3 separate regions of the Mus musculus genome follow, and regions 2 and 3 are each linked to region 1. A link is a contact called in public HiChIP or PLAC-seq data. All regions are on one chromosome and are shown on one strand. Each heading gives the region's core, a stretch centred on a gene start, on an enhancer-like site or on the middle of the called end of the contact. The rest is flanking DNA. Distances are from core to core; before and after follow the strand shown. Region 1 holds the start of Tmbim4 (transmembrane BAX inhibitor motif containing 4). Region 2 holds the start of 4921513I03Rik (RIKEN cDNA 4921513I03 gene). Region 3 overlaps Msrb3 (methionine sulfoxide reductase B3).

Region 1 (4,478 bases), core at 910-3,409:
TCCTTGTGCTCAGCAACAATCACCACTTGACTGTAGGTTAATTCCCATGCATTGTATATACAACTGGATTCTCTGCACATCAGACATCCTGAATGCTGAGATGCAAGCTTTGGCAGAGGTGGACGCCATTGTTGCATGTGCCTTTCCCATGTTGCATCGTGCTTTCAGGGTTCACTCTTTTTGTTTGTTTGTTTGGTTTTGGTTTTTGATTTTTTTCAAGACAGGGTTTCTCTGTGTAGCTCTGGATGTCCTGGAACTCACTCTGTAGACCAGGCTGGCCTTGAACTCAGAAATCCACCTGCCTTTGCCTCTCAAGTGCTGGGATTAAAGGCGTGCACCACCACGCCCGGCCAGGGTTCACTCAGGGTCCTTCTGAGGGCGTGATCTCTGCAGTGTCCTAGGCAGCGCCTTCTAATTTGTGCTGGTCATAGCTATGTTACATATGTTACATCTGGTTTTCCCAGAGTGTGACATTGTCAAGCCTTTAGTTTTAGCCACTTGATGAATGCTTAGCAATGTTTCCTTTTGATATTTAGCTACATTTTTTTCTGATCATTAGTGAGAGTAAACATCTCTCCCTGTGCTTATTACCTAGTTGGCTTCATTCTATGCATACAGTGTTACCTGATCCAGTCTCTTGCCCCGTTTTCTATTAGCAGTTTGCTTTAGAGAGTAAGTCTGGATTTGTGGTCATTCTTTTTATGGTATGGGATGGGAACTTTATATAGATGTGTATATTAAAAATATTTCCCAGTCCATAGTTTGCTTTTACTCTTTTATAATGAAATTTACTCCTAGGTGTTCTCAATTTTATATAGTGTGTCAATCTTTGTAGATTAAATAATCTTTGCTTTCTTCAAATTATAAAGAGATTATTTTATATAACTTTAAGTTCTAATATTTTGTCTTTCACATAGGGGGCACAATCTAGCTAGAATTATTTTTTTCTGAATGAGATATTGGTGTTGTCTTTAGATAATAAAAAGATGGTTGCCAATTCTTCTCCAGTTTGCCTTCTATAATAAATACTATTCTTACCTTTATTGAAGTGAGTAACAACATGTTTAAAAAATAATAAAAAGCTAAGCATGTTTCATTCTTGTTATTGTGGAACATATCTGAAAAAAGTTTCCTGAAAATATTACATTTTTAGTTTTAGAATAGACAGTTCTTCAATATTTTGAATCCCACTTGCTGTCTTTGGGATGAGTCAAAGTAAACTCATAGAAATAATTACAAGTGGGCCGGTTGGTACGCCTTTAATCCCAGCACTCATGAGACAGAGGCAGGTGGATCTCTGAGTTCAAGACCAGTCTGGTCTACATAATGAGTCTCACGGCAGCTAGATGCATATTGAGACCCTTAAAACAATAAAGATAAATAAAGTTAGTGGTGTCCTGGAATATTTCTTTGGCGAGTCTACACCTCATGCTTGCAATAGTGTCATGACAGATGCATTTTGTTATCGCCACTTTCTCTGTCCTTCTTCCTTTGGTTTTGGTTTCGGTCACGAATTCTATATTTGGCATTCAGTGGTCTTGCCTTTGTTCATCTGTCCAGCCTCATTCTTTGGCACTTGTCCTGTACACCACCACGATGACTTTGCCCTCTCAATTCACAAACATCGAATCCGTGAAAACCTGAATTACGCCCATGGGGTGGGGGTGGGATGGGGGTGGGGGTGGATTCCTACTTGTCTTTCAAGATGAAGGATTATTTAACTTTAAAAGCAGGGGGGGGGGTCTGTTTTAAAAGAAATGGTCAATAAATGAAGGCCTAAATGTTGCTTTAAAATAATTTTACTTAAAAGTGCATTCCTGGACCAAGTATTGAAGTGAATTAATGAGAGGTTGTTGATTGATACCGTAATCTTTCTATCTTGTTTAGCACTCTTTCTGGAAGAGATTCTCTAGAGGCCTAGAGGAACTTTTAAAGAAAATCCTAGAAAAAACTCCCTTGCGATGACGTGGGAGAGAGCAATCTGTCTCCTACTAGAAAGCAACCTCCTCTCCTAGTGGAGACTTTTCCATGGGAGCGATCGACTGGTTCGGCGCTCGCTGCAGAGAGGCAGTTCGGCTAGTTCTGTCTGGCGGCCATCCCGGAAGTGGGTGAAGGCGGTTGTGGTCAGTGTAGGCTCCCACTTCGGCCGGGGCAGGTGCGGGCGGGCACTGCTGGCGACATGGCCGACACGGACCCGGGCTATCCCCGCTCGTCCATCGAGGATGACTTCAACTACGGCAGCTGCGTGGCGTCGGCCAGCGTGCACATCCGCATGGGTATGTGGCGGGGGTCAGGGGGACCAAGTGACCAGAGGGAGACATAGTTGTCTTCTAGAGGTGTGGGCCGGGTCGCCTAGGTCAGCGGTCCTCAACCTGAGGGTCGCAAGCGGGACCCTTTCACAGGGGGTCGCCTAAGGCCATCTGCACATCAGATATTTACATTACGATTCGTGACAGTAGCAAAATTACAGTTCTGGAGTAGGGACAGATATAATTGCATGTTTGGGGTCAGCACACCAGGAGGATCCATATCAAGCATTGGAAATCACGGGCTGATGCCCTCATTTATTTGTTCCCCGTGCTGAGACCTTACCATCCTAGTCATTACTGTCTCCCCGTGGGGTACAGAACTCGGCATACGTGTGTGTGATGACTGAGAAGTTTCCCAGACCGACGCATAAAGTCACGGCGACTCAAAGTTATTACTTTGAGTTTAGGCTGTTCGTTGACGCGTAACGAAGCGGAATTCACTGTCCACCAAAGGTCACTTTACAGAAATGGACCTGCCTGGGCAGCTCAAACCGGTTCTGGATTTAAAAAAAAAAAAAAAAAATGAAGGTGGTTCTGACGCATCTAGAATCTTGGTACTTACCTAGCCCGATATTCCTGTAATGAATTTTGAAATTATTTTGACAAGTGAGCTCAGCTTTTAAAATATATTCATTATGAAAAAGTACTGGTAGCCAAAAAATTGCTACCCTAGACACCTTTGAGGTACCAAGCAGTAATGTTTTGTCGCCCTGTGGTATTTCCTATCCAGCCAGAACTTAGTCATCTTTCAAAGCAAAAGTGAAATTGTATCCATAAGTAACTCGCCATTGCCAGCCTCCTCTGCCCTGGGCAACTCCCATTTCTTCAGTCTTTATGAAACGGTTAGAACTGCCTCAGTAAAAAAGAAATCATACATGTTAGCCGTTGTGACTGGCATGTTTCTATTAATGTCTTCAAAGCTCACCCATGTCATAGTGTATGTGTGTCCGACTGTCATTCTTCCTTTCTCTCAGGCCTAGTCCAGAATGCCACGTAGTTAAGATCATGTGTGTTGGGTGTTTTATTTATTTTTTTCCTCTTCAGATCTACATTATTCACTTGGTACTGCCGTGTGTACTTACGATTCCCCACCCCTATCCTCCGTGGCCGGATTGCTGACTAGCCCTTGCTATAGAAGCGTCCTCTGCTTTCTCTTTGTGCCTGAGTACTTTTCTTTCTTCAACTCAAGGTCGTTCTCTTGAATGCTCAAGCATTTGGGCAGTTATGGATAAAACTGTTTTGCAAACTCCCCTGGGTTTTGTGTGTGTGTGTGTGTGTGTATTTGTGTGTACATAGTTTCAACTCATTTAGATAAATACCTAGGCGCATGGTAGCTGGGTGGTACACAAGAGTGGACTTTGTACTGTAAGAAACCACTAGACTGTGACCCTGCATTCCTAGCAACAAAGAATGAATTCTTCTTCATCCATGCCATAATTTGGTGCAGTCATTAATTAATTTGGATTTGGGCAATTTTAATAGGTTTTCTCTCTTTCTTTTTTTTTTTTTTTGTTTTTTGTTTTGTTTGTTTTTGTTTGTTTGTTTTGTTTTGCTTTGCTTACCGGGTATATCTTTTGCAAATATTGTCTCCCAATCTGTGGCCTGTCCTTTCATTCCCTTGATAGTACCCATTTTGAAAAGTACTTTGTTGTTTGAGCATTTAGCACATGCACTTGATGTGCGTTGATCACATCTATCCCCCCCACCCCAGCCCCTCAGTTCCTCCTTATCCCTGCACTGCTTTTCCCTCTGAACTTCATGTGCTCCTTGTTAAAAACAAAACCCACTGAGTCCAGCAGGGCTGCCGCCATGAGCATGGTGGTAGGACATACAGCATGGGTAGCCACATAGTGTTGTAGAAGGAAACTGGCTCTCCCTGTCTTAGTCACTGCTCTATTGCTGTGAAAAGACACCATGACCATGGCAACTCTTACAAGGGAAAACATTTCATTGGGGACATGCTTACAGTTTGAGAGGCTCAGTCCACTATCATCATGGCGTGGAGCATGGCAGCGTGCAGGCAGGTGCTAGAGCAGTACCTGAGAGTTACACCCTGATCCATAGCAAAGAATGAGACAGACTCAGGGCTCATTCTGGGCTTTTGAAACCTCAAAGCCCACCCCTAGTGACACACTGCCTCCAACGAAGCCATGCCTCCTAATCCTTCTA
Region 2 (3,884 bases), core at 133-2,632, 560 kb after region 1:
AAGAAAGCTGTCAGGATGAAAGGACCCTGCTTATGATGAACAGCTGCTGGCTGGACCCATGCAGGAAGAACCAGCCTCAAGTTAACTCCTTGTTCCCAGCCAGCCAGGAACTGACTGCATCCAGACTTCTGAAGCCACAGCTCTGAATGAAGCAGCTTTTTATGAATGGAGAGCCATGCCAAAGGTCTTCAAAGCCCATGGGATCTCCTGAGCATATCTTCACTCCCCCCGGTCTTTCACAATAGACACCCTAACGTGTCCACCCCAGGAATCGAGAGGCTCAGACCTCTGGATCTACCACTCTTCCCTAGTTTTTTGGAAGACCTCAGCCTGTTGCTGTTCAGAGGCACAAATGGCACTGCCAGTGAGTGGAATAGCATCTGAAAGCTGCCTTAGTTTGCACAGTCAGTTCTATCAGAACAGGGAAAAGAAGGGCACATCCTAAAGACACGTTCTGTGTAGTCAGAAGTCCTGTAGACAGAAGGTCTATAAAGCTTCAGGTTCTGTTAAATTACTGCAGGAATCAATCTTAGCCATGCTTTCCAATGCAGCAAAATGTGATTATTTTTCCAAAGGGAAAAACGAGCCCCAGTTTGCAGTAGATGAACAATCAGGTGGGAAGAACTGGGCACAATTCTGCACCCAGGATCAGCCTCAAACCTTCCCTCAGCATCTGCTGAAGGCTCCAGCTCCATCCTATAATAGCGAACAGGATAAGAGTATCAGCTCACAGGAGAAACATATCTATACATTGATAGCTGTACATTAGTTGTAGGTACTACAAAAACTCAAAGACTATCGGAGAAAAACTTTAAAGAACAGTTTCCTTTGAGCTCATAGTTTAGTTATTTCAGTCCTATGGTCACCTGGTTCCCTTGTCTGTGAATTATAGTGATGCAGACTATGTGATGGTCTAACTCTGATCAACAACTTTATTGGATTAAGAAACCACCAAGGCATTAGTGAGTCACACCTTACCTCTGAACTTATCTGTGAGCCTTTTTCTAGAGAGGAATGACTAAGAGGGTAAGACCTTTCCTGAACATAGTAGAGACCTTCCCATGCACTGCGGACTTGGCTGGATAAAAAGAGGACTTGGCTGGATAAAAAAAACGGGAGAGGAGAAAGCCTCTGAGCTCCGTCATTCCCTCCTCTCCTTTTCCTGGTCCGCTGAGATGTGAATCAGCAGCCTCATGCTTCTGCTGCCACGCCTGCTAGCCACTCCCACTACCATGCCTGTGAGCCACGCCCACTGCTATGCCTGATAGCCACTCCCACTGCCATGCCTGATAGCCACTCCCATCGCGATGCTTTCATGATTGTGACAAACTATACTCGCAAACCATGATCCAAAAGAAAACCTCCTTCTCTCGCATTTGGTCACAGCTGCTGGAAAAACAATAGAGAACAATGTGGAGGAAAGCAGTCGGGGTGGAGCAGGGCTTCTGATCTCACTGCAGCTGGGTAACAGCATGTGAATTCGGGCAAGGTAAGCCATTCAAAGGTACCCTCCCAACCCGCCACTTCCAGTTAGGTCATACCTCCCAAAAACACACTCAATGATGAAGTCATCAGTAGAATGGTCTGTTGGTGTGGTTGGTATCCTTCTTATCCATCTACTTCTCAACAAAACTGCCAGACTCAAAACCTGAGACTTTGAGGGGCATTCGAGGGGCATATCACTCAGGGTTCTCTAGAGGAACAGATCCAATAGAACGTATATTACAGAGGTAATCCATTATGATGGCTTACAGGATAGGTGCACTCGTGCCTGCTGTGTGTGTGTGTGTGTGTGTGTGTGTGTGTGTGTGTGTGTGTGTGTGTCTGTGTGTGTGTGTGTCTGTGTGTATGTGCTGTTACCTGCAGAGGTCAGGAGGGGGCGCATATCTCTTGGAGCTGGAGTTAGGAGTGGTCGCACAGAACTCAGAACCTCCGGGGGAACAGCAAGTTCTCTGAACTGCTGAGGCATCTCTCAGGCCCTCTGCCAGAATCCTTTGAGTAGATCCGCCCTTCACTCTTCTCCAAGGTTTTAAATCTCTTCGTGAAAAAAAAAACAGAATCAGACAAACTTAAGTACCATCATCTCCTTACAACGAGCAAAGAATGTTATTTCAGGATAACTCTGTAGGTTCAGCAGGATGGAAATTCCCACTTTCCTCTAAACACCATAAAACAAATACAGGATCGGGAAGCCCCGCTCTTACTGTTCCCACGGGTTTCCCAGATAAGAGTCGTATCTGTCTTTTCCACTTCACTGGCCTTCGGTCTAGTTGGTTTGTTCTCAGAGTGAAAAGGATGGTGGTATTGTGTGGTACTGAGACGAGCTGCCGTTATTGGCAGCTGTCAATCTGCCACTGTGCTCCACCACTGCTCCACATTGGCTGAGATGGAGCCGGACTTCACGTGAGGTATGGCGGTTGTGTGAGTCATGGCCATCACATTAGGCAAGCCAGACTATGATCAATACTAGGATTTTATTTTCACTCTAAGAGCTTATATCTCGAAGACCAGAGCACACTGCACAAGAGTCTGACTAGCTCTGTCGGTTAGTCTTTATCGGGGCTGCTAACAGGAGGATGGGCGAGGGGTTACTCACAGGAGCAGGGTTGACTCAAAGGCAGGCACATCACAGAAAAGTGCACCCCATCATGGATGGCAGCTCACTGAGTGGTCTCATAGCTATCTGTAGGCAGCTTTAAAGGCCAAAGACTCAGCAGTTTGGCCATTCCAAGTCTCCTTTCCTTCCCAGTACATACTCCTTCTATGAAGACGGTGCAGGGTCTCCAAAAGTATTGCAAGCAACTTTTCCTCGGCATGTGACTTTACCTTCAGAGTCTCAGTAGCCTCTTCAGGAGGCAGGGAATGTTTCACTTCAGAGGAAGCTGCTGTACAACCATATTGGACATTATATTCATCTATTCATTTATTGGTAGACACTTAGGTTGCTTTGTGTCCTGGCTGTTGTGAATAATTCAGAGACGAACATGAGAGAGCCAATTTGTTAACATACAGACATGCACATGACACTAAGACCAAAGCTGATTCCCTTAGATTGCTAACTCAAAAGAGAAGGTAAGAAACCTTGCGGTACAGCAGTCTCTTACAAGGAAGAGATCTACCACCTATGGAAAGAAAAGTGAATATGGACTTACAATGCAAAACTTTTGATCTAATACTCTCCCAAGATGTAAGACATCTGGTAGACCCCACAGTCCTCCTTCACGTCATAGACCTTCACATGAAAGAAAGCTGTGGTCAGAACTGTTCGTTCTTTCACAAGCCCAAGGCATGAGTAACAAAAAGGAAGGCAGTTATAGTGTGTGTGTGTGTGTGTGTGTGTGTGTGTGTGTGTGCCTGTGTCTGTCTGTGTCTATCTGTCTGTATGTCTGTCTGTGTCTCTGTGTGAGGTCAAGCTGACAGCCTTTTAAAATACTTTTTTTCTTCTATTTAAGAAGTTTATTTTCATTTGGAAAATAGTTTTTCATTACAAAGAATTTTTAGGTAGAAATTTTATTCATTTGAAAGCAAAATAACAAAACTAATAAAATGGGGGAAAAAAATCACCCTAACTGCTTTAGTATTTTTCAGGTCTTAGTAGCTTTGTTTGCAGCCAGTGATGTTCCAACAAATCATAAAATGAAAATGTGTATCATCCATAATCTATCACATGCTGACTACATGTAGTCAGTGCTTGCTGTCATTTAAGTAAAATCCACATTGACTTCATGAGAATAATATGAAGAGCAAATTATTAAGTGAAAGCCTGTTTCATGTATGTAAATATTTTAATCAAAATATAAATTATGTAAACTTAAAATGCCAGAAATCACCAAGATTATTCTTGTTAAAATGTTTATATAATCCCCTAAAATATTCAAAATTTT
Region 3 (4,214 bases), core at 928-3,427, 660 kb after region 1:
ACACCAGAAGAAGGCATCAGATCCCATCACAAATGGTTGTGAGCCACCGTGTGGTTACTGGGAACTGCACTCAGGACCTCTGGAAGAGCAGCCAGTGCTCTTAACCACTGAGCCATCTCTCCAGCCTGTGGTTCTAATTTTGGACCCAGTTTGAAACATGCTATATCCGTTCTGTTTATTTGGTTCTTGTTAATAGAAACTCTTGGCTACAGTATACGTGACACAATTACCTTAAAGTTTCCCATTTTCACTTTTTCCCTAAAGGATCGGCCACATGTACAGCGAGAAGCTTGGCATTCCCTTAACAAGCTGAAAGTTCTACCTCCTGTGCACTGACTTGTAGATGTGTACCCATGCACTGGAGAACAAGACGACACGGGGAAACACTGGTGACAAGTGAGTGCTGGGCGAGGGACCTCCAATATTGAAAGGACCATGGAAATGGGTGTCACTCAGAGGACGGTGAGGGTTTGTAACCAATCTCCATCTTTAAATTAGGGTCCAAATAAAAGAGATCAAGTTTAGTAAAGCATGCTGGTGTACCATTTCCTGCAGCAGAAATACCCACTCTGCCCGGTGCCCTACCACAGAACAACAATTGGCAACCTGAGGGGAGCCCGCAGGCTCTCGGGGCCACGGGCTGGCTCTTCGTCACCAAGTGCAGCAGGTTGAAGGCAGACATAGCTGTGGTATCTCCAGCAGAGGCAAAGGCAGCGGCAGAAGCTGAGTAGGAAAGAGGAAACAAAAACAACGAATTAAAACCTCAGGAACGGTAGGCACACTCATGGAACAACTGATGGCTTGGGTTGACCTAGGGCTAAGCGCACGCACAGTGCTAATAAACCATAGTGCGGCGGTTTCGGATGGACAGCTGACTCTCCCTGCCACTGTGAATTCCTGCACTCGCTGAGGAGGCTGGCTTTATCCCCAGTACATATGTGAGTGCAATCGAGGCTCGAAGATCCAAGGACACAGAGCAAACGTGGTGTGGGAAACGCTCATTTAACAGCAGAGCCAAAATGTGTCCTTACGTAGAGACTTGCCCTTTAAGACAAGGGAAAAAAAAAAAAAACAAAAAAACAAAAGATGAAGGACGACTATGAGACTTTGCTCCACAATCCGTTAACTTTGAAGAAGGCATAGGGAAGGTGCCCTTTCGTTTAATTCTATGATTTTTAACCTCTAAATAAAATTCTGGGAGTAGAACTCATGACCCAACATTGAAAGGGGTAGAAAATATTTTACTGAAGTCTTGAGAAATGAATCACGTAGAAGAATCCCCAACCTATACGATATTAAGACAAAAGTCCAGCTTGTGGGGTTTTCATAAGCATGCCACACAGGGCTGTGATTGGTGCGTAAACATCTCACGCAGGGCCATGATTGGTGCGTAAAGATCTCACGCAGGGCCGTGATTGGTGTGGACTAAGTTCAAATGAGATTGAAGAATACTGGGTGATTATCAATCTCTCGTGTTTTATTTAAAAACGCCGTGTTAAGTAACTTCAACTGCCTAATGTCCAAAGATGGAATGAAACTAATGTCTTGATCATTTCCTCGCCGCCACCCCCTCCATTCCCTACCCTGAAATAAAAGTCTTTTCCTGGACTCTCCTGACCCCCTTGAAGAGCAAACATGTGATAAACAGTAATCTATTTGACCAAGTCGCTCTGGAGTATATCTGACCGAAATCTGCTTGTATTAACATGCCTGAACTCTGACTTTCCCAAACTAAACTCACTACAGAAGCAAAACATTTTTGTGTTACTAACTGGAGGGGTTGGGGTGGGGGTGGGGGCTAAGAATCACAATGCGCAGCCTGAGAACCGTTAGACATAAATAAAGATGTCATTTTCACGAGTGACTGCGGAGCAGGCAAAGACTGCATGCCTTTGTAGCAGACTACTGGCTAATAAAAGATCAAAGGTCTATACCTCACAACGCCGTAAATAAAAATGTAAGTTTTTTTTTCCCCCTCCATGAGACCCTTCCCCATGAGGGATAAAGTATGTGCGGTAAATGTAATTACTTAGCAAAGCTGCGGCCTCTCAGTGCTCCCGCAGCTGACCATAAAATGCCTTCCTATTCCGTTTCATCAACCGCTGTACCAGGCGGCCTGGGCGCCTACGGATCACTGTGGCCATCTGGCTTGTGTCAAAGCCAGCACACAGGAAGCAAGGCAGTGACGTCACTCCGCAGGTCAGGCAAAGAACAAAGATGCCGGCTACAATTAAAAGCCTAGGACTGCAAATACCAGGGGCTCAAAGTGGCTGTGATTTAATAGTCCTTACTCGATCTTTTTTTTTTTTTTTCCCCTACCCAAATAGCCAGAGCGCCATCTAGTGGCAAATTGGTCTTGCCCAGTTTGGGGGCGTTTAAACTGCTTTGTTTCCTTTTTGGTGCTTAAAGTCGACCCTGGAAGTGCTATACTAACACCAAGCAGTGCAGCAATGGATAGAGTTACTGACACAGACACCTTGGCTTTTCGGATGTGGAAGAACGAAGGAACACAACCTGTCATGGTGTGAGCCACTCACAAATCTCCCGTGTTATAGGCTGGGCACTGATACAGCCTTAATTACGTGAATGCTCACAAGTATGTTAGAGAAGGTGGGCAAGTTTACAGAATGCTTGTGAAGTGCCCAGCACCCTGGGAATATGTGTCTGAGCCATGGACTGAAAGGCAGTTCTGCCCACCTGTGTCTGCATGCCCTGCTTAGCTCCGTCCAACAGAAGCACCCACGAGATGCGCCTTTAATGTGTCCGGTCCGGGAACAGGAGCATGGTAAACAATATTTTGGGACTGAGGTTTTGAGGGAAGAGAGGGAGGAGTGTGTATTTTTACACTTGCAATAGAAAACGGACCCTGACGACAGATGTAAAATACACAACCCATTCCCAGAAAGATGCCTGTCACCGTGGATGTGTGCTAGCTTTGTTGCCGGACTGCCTGGCTGGAACTCTGTCTGTCTCTGTAACTGCTTGTATGACCTTGGACAAGTTACTTACCTTTGCTTCTCCGACTCTAAAATAGCAGTTCAAAAGAGCAATTAGCTAAAGGGACCTCTCCTAGTATGTGGTATATGTTTTTTTAAAAAAAAGTTAGCTGTCAGATATTTGCTTAGTATTACATGAGCCGGAAAACATTTACGAAAACTAAATCTCCCATCAGTACATTCTGATCCTGGTTTCACCTCTGCTCAACTCTTCCCAGGTCCTCCCAGACCCCTCCTCCCCATCCATCTAACTCCATGCCTTCTTCCTGTGTTTCTCACCACATCCTATCCTGTCCCATGGCCCTGCTGGATGCACTGCTCACGGTTTCCCCAGAACAAGCCTCCGTTGCGAGTCCATGCTCTCTGATACTGTTTCCCACCATCTGCTGGTCACAGCATAGCTTTCCCAGCGCTGACCCTACAGAACGCCTGACGAGCCCCCGGCTCTCCTATGGCAGTTTTCAGGATACTGGTGTGGTTTGCACTCTTGCCTCTTCTAAATTAACGCTGCAGGGCAGGGAGGGGACCTTTTTGTATCTCACTACCCAGCACATGACAACCAAGCACTCAGTCACTTCCTGAGTAGAAGACTCAATGTAAATGATTAACCTATAAAACTGGTTGTTCTGGGCATCTCATTTCCAGTGTTGTCTCCCCCAGCTGCTTTGCTAATGGTGCTAAAAGGAATTGAAATCTGTGACAGTGTATGATTGCCAGCCAGGGCTGTAACAGGTGGGATGCTGAAAAGCACCCTCACTAAAAATTCAAAGATAATTCAAACACCTTATGATTTTCAAAGATTTCTACTTTCCTATCTAATACCCCGACTGCCTCAGAATTCTAACGTCCAGATCATGACTGAACTCAGTTTGCGAGTGGTTTTGGTTTGGGTCTTCTCCGACTCCCCCGTTTTCCTCTCTGCCCTGCAGTTGAACAATGTACTAGCAAGAGAGAGCATTACCAGGGAATCCAGAGAATTCACCAAGCTGATAATTAGTTCCAGATAGAGCTGACTGTACCCGTGGACTTGAAGTGTCAGCCCTGAAGGTCGGATCCCTCGCCAACAAATGCAAAGAACTGTGTACGTGAGGGGTTTTCACAAGCTGGTGAAATGCTCTCCCCCCAACGCCAAAAGCCGATTGCAAATTAGAATGTTGTCGAGGGCAATTTTTAAAAACATAACACTCAGATCTCACCACGGTCTTCTTTCTCTCCTGA

The links. HiChIP or PLAC-seq counts read pairs in DNA pulled down with a chosen protein or histone mark.
Region 2: a contact with region 1 is called in an H3K27ac HiChIP or PLAC-seq map of extraembryonic endoderm stem cells, with 2.9 times the contacts expected there. The contact joins the promoter of 4921513I03Rik here to the promoter of Tmbim4 in region 1. A contact is called at or near these places in 4 of 39 promoter capture datasets (HPC-7-derived erythroid cells, cranial neural crest, maxillary cranial neural crest and 1 more) and 1 of 115 datasets of contacts at active chromatin or transcription factors (extraembryonic endoderm stem cells).
Region 3: a contact with region 1 is called in an H3K4me3 HiChIP or PLAC-seq map of embryonic limb bud, with 9 times the contacts expected there. The contact joins the enhancer-like site here to the promoter of Tmbim4 in region 1. A contact is called at or near these places in 5 of 39 promoter capture datasets (cranial neural crest, embryonic stem cells, frontonasal cranial neural crest and 2 more), 1 of 15 datasets of contacts at CTCF or cohesin (large pre-B cells), 2 of 484 Hi-C or Micro-C datasets (B cells and bone marrow-derived macrophages), 15 of 115 datasets of contacts at active chromatin or transcription factors (a beta-TC-6 cell line, bone marrow-derived macrophages, craniofacial prominence and 10 more) and 2 of 9 other capture datasets (adipose tissue and macrophages).

What each region holds. Positions count from the first base shown.
Region 1 is chr10:120,206,667-120,211,144 of GRCm38.p6, forward strand. It overlaps Tmbim4 (transmembrane BAX inhibitor motif containing 4), which reads left to right and starts at 2,160. Exons shown (of 7, transcript NM_026617.3): 1 at 2,160-2,276. The coding sequence starts at 2,180.
Region 2 is chr10:120,764,350-120,768,233 of GRCm38.p6, forward strand. It overlaps 4921513I03Rik (RIKEN cDNA 4921513I03 gene), which reads left to right and starts at 1,383. Exons shown (of 3, transcript NR_038000.1): 1 at 1,383-1,489.
Region 3 is chr10:120,870,429-120,874,642 of GRCm38.p6, forward strand. It overlaps Msrb3 (methionine sulfoxide reductase B3), which reads right to left. Exons shown (of 7, transcript NM_177092.4): 2 at 607-723. The coding sequence starts at 682. Among named protein-coding and RNA genes, the nearest start is that of Gm15910, 15 kb to the left of the region's middle. Within about 2 kb of position 2,178, at least 93 of the 459 cell types and tissues checked have an H3K27ac peak or open chromatin away from gene starts, as enhancers often do. A contact at or near this core is called in B cells, bone marrow-derived macrophages, craniofacial prominence and 2 more, where this site is marked.